Linked DNA regions of Capsicum annuum: region 2 is linked to region 1. A link is a contact called in public Hi-C data. All regions are on one chromosome and are shown on one strand. The core of a region is the stretch at or near the end of the contact, and the rest is flanking DNA. Distances in the headings are between cores, read along the strand shown. Region 1 has its middle 66 kb from the start of LOC107878125. Region 2 has its middle 27 kb from the start of LOC107878125.

Region 1 (5,248 bases), core at 970-3,469:
TGACCTATTACACACCTTAACTATAAAAAAAGTGATACTTTTTACTCCCTAGATCTGACGTGAAAAATACATAATTATTTAAATAAAAAATGACGCGTTTAAATTTAAAAATTAATGCAAAAAATTTTAAAAAAATTAAAATACTCCTCCTCTAACCCCCAGCATCCATCTCCCCACTCTCACCCCCAAACAATCATCTTCTTCATCACCCCCACCCCCCAAAACCATCATCTTCTTCATCACCCCCCACCCCGAAACTCCAACTCTAATCTCAAACCATCTTCTTCTTCATCACCCCCACCCCAACCTACACAGTTTCTTCATCACCCCACCTCCAAATTTCAACTCCATCCCCAAATAACATAATTCATCATCCACCTTTATCGAATTAATGTCAATTTCACAATGAACAAAATCAAATTGTATTTGATATTTAAACGGGCAAAACAAAATTTTATAAAAAAAATAAAATTTTGTAGCAAGGATGTTTTCCGGTGAATTCTCATCGGAAAAGTCGGATTCGTCGACTTTCTCCTCTCTGTCTGTTAATTATTAATCCATCCAAAAATGGAGCTTGCTACCATATTAGTTTTTTTTACAAAAAATTATAGCTGGAACACAAATAGAAAAAATACGAAAATGTCTTGGTCATTACCATTTAAAACACAGAGGTCAACAGACGAATGACCATTTTTTGAAACAATAATGGTCATTATAGCTGGGAATTTTTTTATTTTTTTTTTAAGAAAAGACGATGGGTCACGGATGAAGATCAATGTTAGAAGAAATTAATTGTTATGGTAATTTTGTTGGTGGGATAAAGTTTATGGTGGTGAATATGGTGTAATGGAGGTAATGGAGATTTTGAACATTGCCAACAATGGAGGTTTTAGACATCGAAGAAGCAGGGAAAAAAATTAAATTAAAAAGAAAAAAATTATGAAAATAATAAATTTATTATTTTTTGAATTATGCTGACGTGGCGTTGACGTGGTGCTGATGTGGCAGCGCGTGTAAAACACCACACCATATGTAAGTGGTATAATGCCTGACACGATATAAAAAATATCACTTTTTTATAGTTAAGGTGTGTAATAAATCACTCATATAATTTAGGTGTGAATTCGACTTTTCAATTATAATTTGAAATGAAAAGGATGCTTTTTCCCTAAATTAAAACCTATGAAGGGAAAAACATGTTGCTCCCACAGCTAACACCCCTTCATTCTCTCTTCATGTATATCTCACTCTCTCTTCTTTAGCCCTCTCAGAATTTATTGCCAATGTATTACCCAAAAAAAAAAAAAAACAGAACCTTGTTATTGAGCTCGCATTTTGAATGTGAAAACTCGTGTGAGAAATGTTGCTTTCAAAATGGACTCTATAATAACCGGACCAGGTCTTTCTCCTTGATTGTGAAAAGACCATCGCGATGATCACTCATATGGGGTCTCCTGATTGCGACTCATTGGAATATCATTGGGCTCCATTATGAATACAAAACATCTTATACTTAATCCGTTTCTAAAATAATGCTGTTTTTAATTTGGACAAAATGAGCGAATGAATTTTTATATTTGTCCTGATTTGTAAAGCAGACACTTTTACTTACCTTTTTTTCATTTGAATTCTTAAACCCTCAACACATAATATTTTTAAAATGAAATATTCAGAATATATATATAACAACACCCACATCCATCTCTCAAAATACTTACTCAACCAAATAACTTAATTCATTCATCATTAATCTAAAAAAAAATAATCAAAGTAATTGATTCAATTTTTGGCATAATTCTTGAATTTAGATTTGAATTTGTGGGTTCAGGTAACATTCCTATATATACAAATTTTGGCAGTGATGAGCTCGACAACAGTGGTTACTTAATATGATTTTGTATATGAGCAACGTGTGTGCTCTTTTGACTATGAAAAGAATTGTGCCTTCTTTGAATGGGTTGTGCATTCAAGTCTTGAAATGGTATTAGAGAACCCATTCTTTTGTGGCCTTTTGCGGGTGGGTCGGCGAGTGCGGGAGGTGTGGGGGATGGGGGGTGGAGAAGGGGTTAGGACATGGAGGAAGGAAAGAGAATTAGGGGTTTGTGGAGATGGCGATAGAGGTTTTTGGTAATGGAAATAGAGGAAGAAGGAAATGTGTGTATCTGTTTGTATGTTTGACAGTAAGAAGAAGATGTGAAAGAGGGGGAGGGGGGAACGGCTGGAGGGGGTGGTGCTGGAGAGAGTGGGTGGGGAATGGCTGGTTGGTGGTGCGGGGTAGGTGAAGAAGAAGTTGGGATTTTTTTTTCTTTTTTTTAATTTATAAAATATTTTTTTAAAAAAATATTTTTAAACACAGTTTTCCCTTCATTTGCTGAAAAATGCATTTTTTATAATCAATTTAATGTCACATATGTAAAAAATAATTTAAAATATTATATTTTGATGGATTTAGAGAGTTAAATGACGAAAAGATAAAAGAAATGTCCACTTTTACAAATAAAAACAAGTATAGGGTTCATTAAATCAAATAGACGGAGAAAGTACTTTATTAATTATTTTCTCCGTTTTAAATTATTTGTCTTAATTTTTTTAATTTAATTTCTTATTTTATTTGTTTTTTTCATTAATCAAGAAGAGATCAAATTATTTTTTCATGTTTTATTCTTTGTATTAATTTTTTTCTTCAAATTAAAATGTAAAAATTATTTAATAGGGATATTATGATAAATTAAGTATATTATTAATTATTTTTCTTAATCAATATCATCTTAATTTGAGACAAATAATTTAAGACGGAAGGAGTACATGAAACTGTCCTTATTTAAAAAGGAGTAGAATTAGAAGAACATTATTAACTTCTTCATTTTCTGAAATATCACCTATTTAAATTCTAAATAAATAAAAAAGATAAACATCAGTTAATTAACAATGAGGGATCTCTTATAATTAAAAAAATAAGTAAAAAGCCGGGTTACTCTTTATTTCCAAAAAATTATGAGCAAACACCTACTAATTGGGACCTACTCTTCTCACGTGTCGTTCTCTCTATGCTTCCAGCAGTAATTTATTTTTATTTTATTTGTACAAGCCTATATAGTGAGTATTTCTTTTCTTTTCTTTTTCTATTATATAGAAGAGGTGGTTTCGATCACCTCTTGCAATTGTCAAAAAATCAATTATTTTTACTTAATTATATATCATATTTTAATATATAATAATTTTATTATTTCATTATAGCGGTTTAAATATTTAATATATTCTATTAATTTATATTAATTAATTATAACTACATATTGAAAGTAAAATTTATTTATTTATGTAATTGTCTATCATGTTCAAAATCAATTTGTTATCACAAATCATAATAATTAATAACTTAAAATATTTAAAAGACATACAGAAATTTTATTGACTCTAACAAAAAAAAAAACTCTACTCCCACTTAATTACATACCATGCCCCAATATATAACAATTCCATTGTTTTATCATAATGATTTAAATATTTAATACATTCTATTAATTTATATTAATTAACTATAACTACATATTGGAAGTAAAAAAAAATTATTTATTTAATTAGCTATCATGTTCAAAACTAATTTGTTACCACAAATCACAATAATTTGTTACCACATGTAGAAATTTTACTGACACTCATTATTTTAGCAATACCACATAAATTGAGATAAAAAAAAGTACTACGAATCATAATAATTAACAACTTAAAATATTTAAAATATATATAAAAAATTTAGTTGACACTCAAAATTGTATCGAAATCACATAAATTGAGACACAAGGAGCAAATATATTGTTTGATAATTACATAAAAATTATCATAAATCACAATAATTAACAAGTTAAAATACTTTTTTAAAACAGATAAAAGTTCTGTTCAACTCTCAAAATTTTATCGGTGCAGCATAAATCATGACAAAATAAAAAATTATCTTAATTAATTGCAACTAAATATTTAAAATAAATTAATGTTATTATTTTAATTGAATTTTATATAAAAAAATTGATCTTTTTATTTATTTATTAATTTTAGTAAATTTAAATTTTAAAATTATTTTTTTCTTATATAAAAATACTAATATTTAAACTTAACTTTAAATTTTTAAAGTAAAAAATTAATAAATTTAATTTAATAAAATAAATTTCTAATGAATATTTTCTTAGAATTTGTGTTGGGTCAATATGTATCAAGTTAAAAAGAAATAAAAAATATATAGTAATATTTATTATTGTAAAAGATCAATATAATGCACTATCCAATAATGTTTAATAATATCATATTTTTCATATATAAATATAGCATCCCGTATTTAATTAATATACTATTTCGGTGAATTATAGATGATTACTATTGGATATGATAAAATTATATTAATTTTTATAGTAATAACATAATCAGTTGCTCTTAATTAATAATAAAATGATATGTCAATATAAAATATTTGATTTACAATCAAAATTATATTAGTGCCACATAAATTGGGACGGGACAGTATAAAACAACATATATTATTTGAAAATGAAATAAAAAGTACTGTAAATAACAATAATTAACAAAAAAAAATTAAAAAATTGACTGATTTCTGCTTCAGTTGCTTCAAAACGTATACCCAGTTTTTAAATTAACATATGCAATTAAATTTTATTTAATCCCCCCCCAAAATGTATACCCAATTTTTTCGGTGGGAAGTGCGGTGCATGCACCGTTTCTTCTCTATTTTATCACTTTTCAACATTTTTTCACAATTACAACCATATTAAATATTCCAAATAATTTCATTGAGTTTATGAAGAAAGTTTTTTCAAATAATTGAATGGAATCTTTCATTAATTTTCCATTGAAACTCGAAAGATTCAATTAGCGAGTTCCGTTAATGGAAGATTCAATGAAACTTGCTAATTGAATGCAACTCGTTAATTAATGGAACTCAAAAGATTCAAAAAATTTAATTTCATGATTCAATTTTCATTAATGGAACTCGAAAGATTTGAAAAATTCATTAATGGAACTCGAAAGATTCGAAAAAATTAATTTCATGTATGAAGCTATTCAATCTTCCGTTAATGGAACTCGGAAGATTCAAAAAATTCATTAATGGAACTCGGAAGATTCAAAAAATTTAATTTCATGTGCGAAGCTATTCAATCTTCCATTAATGGAACTCGGAAGATTCAATTTCCATTAATGAAACTTGGAATTAAATTAGCGAGTTTCTGAGTTTGAATTT
Region 2 (5,248 bases), core at 1,620-4,119, 38 kb before region 1:
TAAATATATTTCTTCACTTTTTGAGTTACTGCAACTAGTATTTTCATTTAGCATTTTAAAAGGTGTGCCTGTGATATAATGCATTTTTGAGGTTATGTTTTAAAATAAGAATTCACTCAACATCTAAGGATACACTCAAAATAATGAGACTTATGTCTCACAAATTGCCTAAGATGTTTTTATTATAATTGATCGACGACTCCACTCATGTCAAAAGTATCTTTTAAAACATTGTTTTCATTAGCTGTATATATAGGTCGGGTTGGTTCAATTTTTTATTAAAATATAACTAAATCAATAATGTTGGTTTTTTAAATCTATAAATTAAATCAAATCAATATACAATCATTTTTTTTAATTTTGGTTTTAGTCGGGTTTTTTTGGTTTTTCAATTTTCTCATTTTTTTTACAATTATAATGTGATTAAAGAAAAAAATTAAATGTTTTCACTAAAAAGATTAAAAAAAAAAATGGTCATAGAGTAGTTTCAATAAAAATTAAGTTGGCAAATTACTAAGACGTCTAAACTACTATCTCTCAAAGTAATATTATGTGGATACCAATAGTTCAATTTCTAAGTCACTAGTCACAGTAGCTTGTCTGAAAGTTCTTTTCACATAAAATGTGAGCATACAAAAGAACATAAAATTGAAGATAACTTATTAAAAACTTAACTCCATAAAGTAATTAATTATAACATAATTTCATTAAAAAAAAAAAGAGAAAGAAGAGAAACAAACCTAAATCACAACTTGACGAATTAGAAAAGTAAGATGAGAAAATAATGAGAACTCTCTGAAAACTTGGAAAGTAAAATGTAACAAGTGAAATAATTAAAGAGTTTTAGTTTTTTATATTAATATTCGGCTTTGTATTAATTTGTTGTTAATGGAAAAATACTATAATTAAAGGCCCAAGAATATATATCTATTTTTTGAATATAAAAAAATAATAAAAGTAATTAGAAAGTAGATTATAAGTAGTATTTTTTACGTATAAAAAATTAAAATTATATATGTATTACGTCGGTTCGGTTTGATTTTATTTTTGCTAATACCAAACCAAACCAAGAATGATCGTTTTTTTTTTGCCAACACCAAACCACTCAAACCAAACCATAAGTCGGTTTTTTTCCTCGGTTTGATTTGATTCATCGATTCGGTTTGACTTTACGGTTCGGTTTGTACACCTCTAGTTTTCATCATCTTTCTTTAGTTAATCCGAAAATAAAAGAATTGAGTATTCAATTTAAAATTCTAAAAAGAGTTAATCACTTAATTAATACATTCATGATTCCCCTGCAGGTACATTTATACAGTTTATATACTCAATAAAGATTTTCAACAGTTTTGTCAACAAACCAATAGAAATTCTGTCTAGTTATGTTTGGTATTAGGTGCCTGCCATACAAAATCAACATTTAGGGTCTCCCAAAATAGGTCAATTAATATTTTATCTTAAAATGAGGGGACAAAAATAAAATATTGGAGATATATCAGACAAATATTTAATAAACTAGAAAATGTGGACACTTCGTTATTGACCAAATATGACAAAATAAATAAATGAATGTTGTTTTATGATGTGATTAATAATTAAAAGATGGTATAGTTTCACATGAAGCAATTCAAGAAGCAGGCAATCCACCAGGTAAAATGGCTTTTGTCTCCTTAATTAATTCCACATTCCTTCATTTGGAGGATTAAATTCAAAGTATCCCTAATCCGAATTTTGAACTAATTCTTTTTAAATCCCTCTGATCAATTATTTGCATTCATATTTTTGTTTTTACATGAGTTTAAGTTATATATAGTGTATACGAATATAAAGTTTTTTCCTAGCCAGGGGCGGATCCAGAATTTTAAGTGAGGAAGTTCAGTAGTACATATACGGACTAGTCGAAGGGGGTTCAACCTCTATTATTTATACATAATTTTTTTTTTTTTACTATGTAAAAATAGTATAATTTTTCGACGAAGGGGGTTTGAATGAACCTCCTGGAATACATGTACATCCGCCACTGTTCCTAGCATTAAAGTACACAAATGATATATACGGTTAAATTTGTTTAAGATACAAAATTTGTATACTTGAAAATAAGAATGAGTAGATAGTATCATGATACTAGCGTGTATATATATATATATATATATATATATATATAACTTAATAAACCAGATGCATACATATTAGTAGTCATATCTGAAAGCATTGGGTTCGATTAAAATTTCAAAACTCTTCCTAAATTCGCTTCTATTAGAAATACACCTACGAATATGATTGAGCGAAGAAAAAGACTTCTTGATTAGACGCGTGAAATTAGCTAAACATTTTATTCAAGCGAATATTGAGCGAAAATGAATAGTTTTGTGTCTATTAACAATTCCTTCCATCATTTGAAAGAGTATTTAGATGTCACTCAGAAGAAGAAGTGCAAGGAAGTTTGCATGAATTTTCTATAATAAGTAATTGTGATTCTAGGACACAACGATCCTAAAGAGAATTAGATAGCTAACGTAAGTCTTTCCTTGTTTCAATTTTGCCCATTACTTTTAAAGCTAAGCATCTAGATGTTGCTAAATGAATAAAAATAATCTTATCAACGTCCATAAATAATAAATTATCGATCGAACTGTTTAATAAAAAATTTTTTAAGTGTTATCATAAACTTTGTATTGACTAAATTTGTGATTTTGAGAGATTCATCGTTCCTAATCCCTGTTTCACCTTCTTATTATTATTATTTAAATAAGTAAAAGTTTTAATCAATAAAACGTCGATTACGATTTATGAGCAACTAGTAGATGTGACTTCAAACTTGCACGGTATTTTTTCTAAAACGAAAAAAAAAATCATGTCCAAACCGTGTGCATATGGTACTCTCACACTAGCTGTCAATGTACATGTTGAAAGTGACAACGTTACAACGTACTTGGTGTGTGCTCAAATTGTTGTCATTTTCTTTTTTGTTGGTTTAAAAAAAATGTTATCTTTCCTTATTTGATAACTATTTGAACATACTATTTCACTTTTACCCTTATTAAGTCCACCTACTTAATTAAAGATAATAATAATACATTTTTTACTAAGGACAATATGATAAACATCATCAAGTCTTTCTTTATTTCTTAAACTCCATACCCAATCAAATTATAACACAAAATAAAACGGAGGGGAGTACTTTTTTCTTCATGCCTTTATGATTCTCATGAGTGTAGCATTTAACAATGTAAAAGGCCCCCTAAAATTATGGTCGACATAATTCATTATGATTCGTTCAATTCGATTAAGTTAATAATCATTCTAATTATTAACATAATTTATATTAAAGTCAATAATAATTCTATTTTAGTTCTTGTTTGGTCATAAATTTTAATGTTGAAGTTTAAAGATTAAAAAATTGAATTTTTAAAAGTTGTGATCTTTGAAATTTGAAGTTGTTATTTAGACATATATTTTCCTTGAAAAAAGTTGAAGTTTTCTAAGTAAAAAGTATTGAAATTTTAATTAAATTTCATAACCAAACAGATATTTAAAAATAAATTTTTAAAAGTATACTTTCAATATCTATGACCAAATACCCGCTCAATCAAACATATACGTTCATTCGACACCCACCAACTAAAACTTATGCGGTGTCTCTCACGCAAAACCAATGATCACTATTTCTATTTCCCTCGCCCCCTCTTATTATTATTATTAATATTCTGGAGGTAATATTTTGACCGTAGGTCCATGTTGAGACCATCATTGAATAAATCAGTTTGGGATAGATTTTTCAAATACTTTAGCACAAATTTTTATGAACCAAGTGTGTTTGTGCTTATAATTATTATAATATAATACTTGAGAAAAGGCTTTAATATAATCCCAGTAAGTGAAATTGGCAAGTGTTTGGCCCATTGGTCCCATTGGCATAGATCGTTGAGTCATTGACGAAATTCCCCGTTGCTTTGGTTCGGTCTTCCGACTTAGGCTTAATCTAATATTATTATATGGTCTGGTAGGCTGAGTGGCATACCCCAGCCTAAGAGATCCTGTACATGATATCAGAGCCTGTGAATTTTCATAGTAAATATGTTAAGTGAGGTGAAGATTTTTAGCATAGGTATAAGACTTTTATAACTATGGATATGGGAGAAGTTAGTACTAAAAGTACAAAACTCGAAGAGGTAGATTTACCTCAAGATATGGATCTACTGAATAAATGGACAATTCCAAAAGTTGAATTAAAAACCATATATGAATATGGATTTTTTGATAAAATAAACTTTCTCTCTCCCTCTCTCTCTTTGTAATATATTTAAGAATTAAATAAAGAAGAAACTACTTGTTTACTACTATTTCAGTTTGGTTCCCGGCTAGTCCGGTACATATCTCTTTACTACTTATATTCATTTACTTAAACTTCTACCATAGTCCAGCCGTGACTATGCCCAGCTAAAATATTTTCTTATATCTATGTTGAAGATCTAACCTCGCTGACATGTTGACTATGAAAGCTCCAAACTCTATCAAAATATAAAAGAATCTTTTTAATTTCTTGACTTGGTTTCAAAGTGGAGGTACAGTCGAGTTCAATACACTTATGTTAACCTTGTCTCTGTGACGCCGTCTAGTAAGTTGTGCTTCTCTAGTCCGTATTATTGAGAAAATGGCGAATTTCCGCACAATTAGAACTTCTAGACACACAGGTTCAACATAAGGTTATTAAATCTCTGACAAAAACCATGTCCTAAAGGTTTTCCATTTTTCAGAAAAAAATTCTTTCTGAATATATTTTCTTGCCTGAGAACCAGGACTAAAATCAATAAGTTGTGTCATCATGGTTAAACAGAATTGATGTCAAAATCCATTTCAGACGGGGTAGGATTTTCATTATCAAAATCTTGAACTATATTAGTTTTTGAGTTGAATTTTATCTTTTCTACACCTTTAGGTGTAGTATGCGAATCTGCAGAATTAATAGTATGCAAAGATGCCGCTCGATTCCTAGCTGGACCATACTGAGGTTCTATAGGAGAAATATGATGAATAGAAGAAAGTCTTTGTGGTATTGAGAAAGAATTTCTATAGACCGGGGGATTACTATCAAATTGTAGACAAATTCGTCCATCTGGATTTTGAGTTACTTGTGTTAACTCTAGTAGTCTCCATGCTTCTTCAGAATTTTCTTGTCCGGGAATATGCTGATTTTCAATATATAATATAAGTTCTCTAGCATCCAGTTTTTCATATGAAGGCTTAT

What was found. A called contact is a pair of places that touch in the nucleus more often than the background predicts.
Region 2: a Hi-C map of leaf shows a contact between it and region 1, with 2.4 times the contacts expected there. The contact joins two enhancer-like sites. A contact is called at or near these places in 3 of 5 Hi-C or Micro-C datasets (leaf and placenta).

Annotation. Positions count from the first base shown.
Region 1 is chr7:148,771,037-148,776,284 of UCD10Xv1.1, reverse strand. No RefSeq gene overlaps it. Among protein-coding and RNA genes, the nearest start is that of LOC107878125, 66 kb to the left of the region's middle. Within about 2 kb of position 2,219, at least 5 of the 5 cell types and tissues checked have an H3K27ac peak or open chromatin away from gene starts, as enhancers often do. A contact at or near this core is called in leaf, where this site is marked.
Region 2 is chr7:148,810,037-148,815,284 of UCD10Xv1.1, reverse strand. No RefSeq gene overlaps it. Among protein-coding and RNA genes, the nearest start is that of LOC107878125, 27 kb to the left of the region's middle. Within about 2 kb of position 2,869, at least 4 of the 5 cell types and tissues checked have an H3K27ac peak or open chromatin away from gene starts, as enhancers often do. A contact at or near this core is called in leaf, where this site is marked.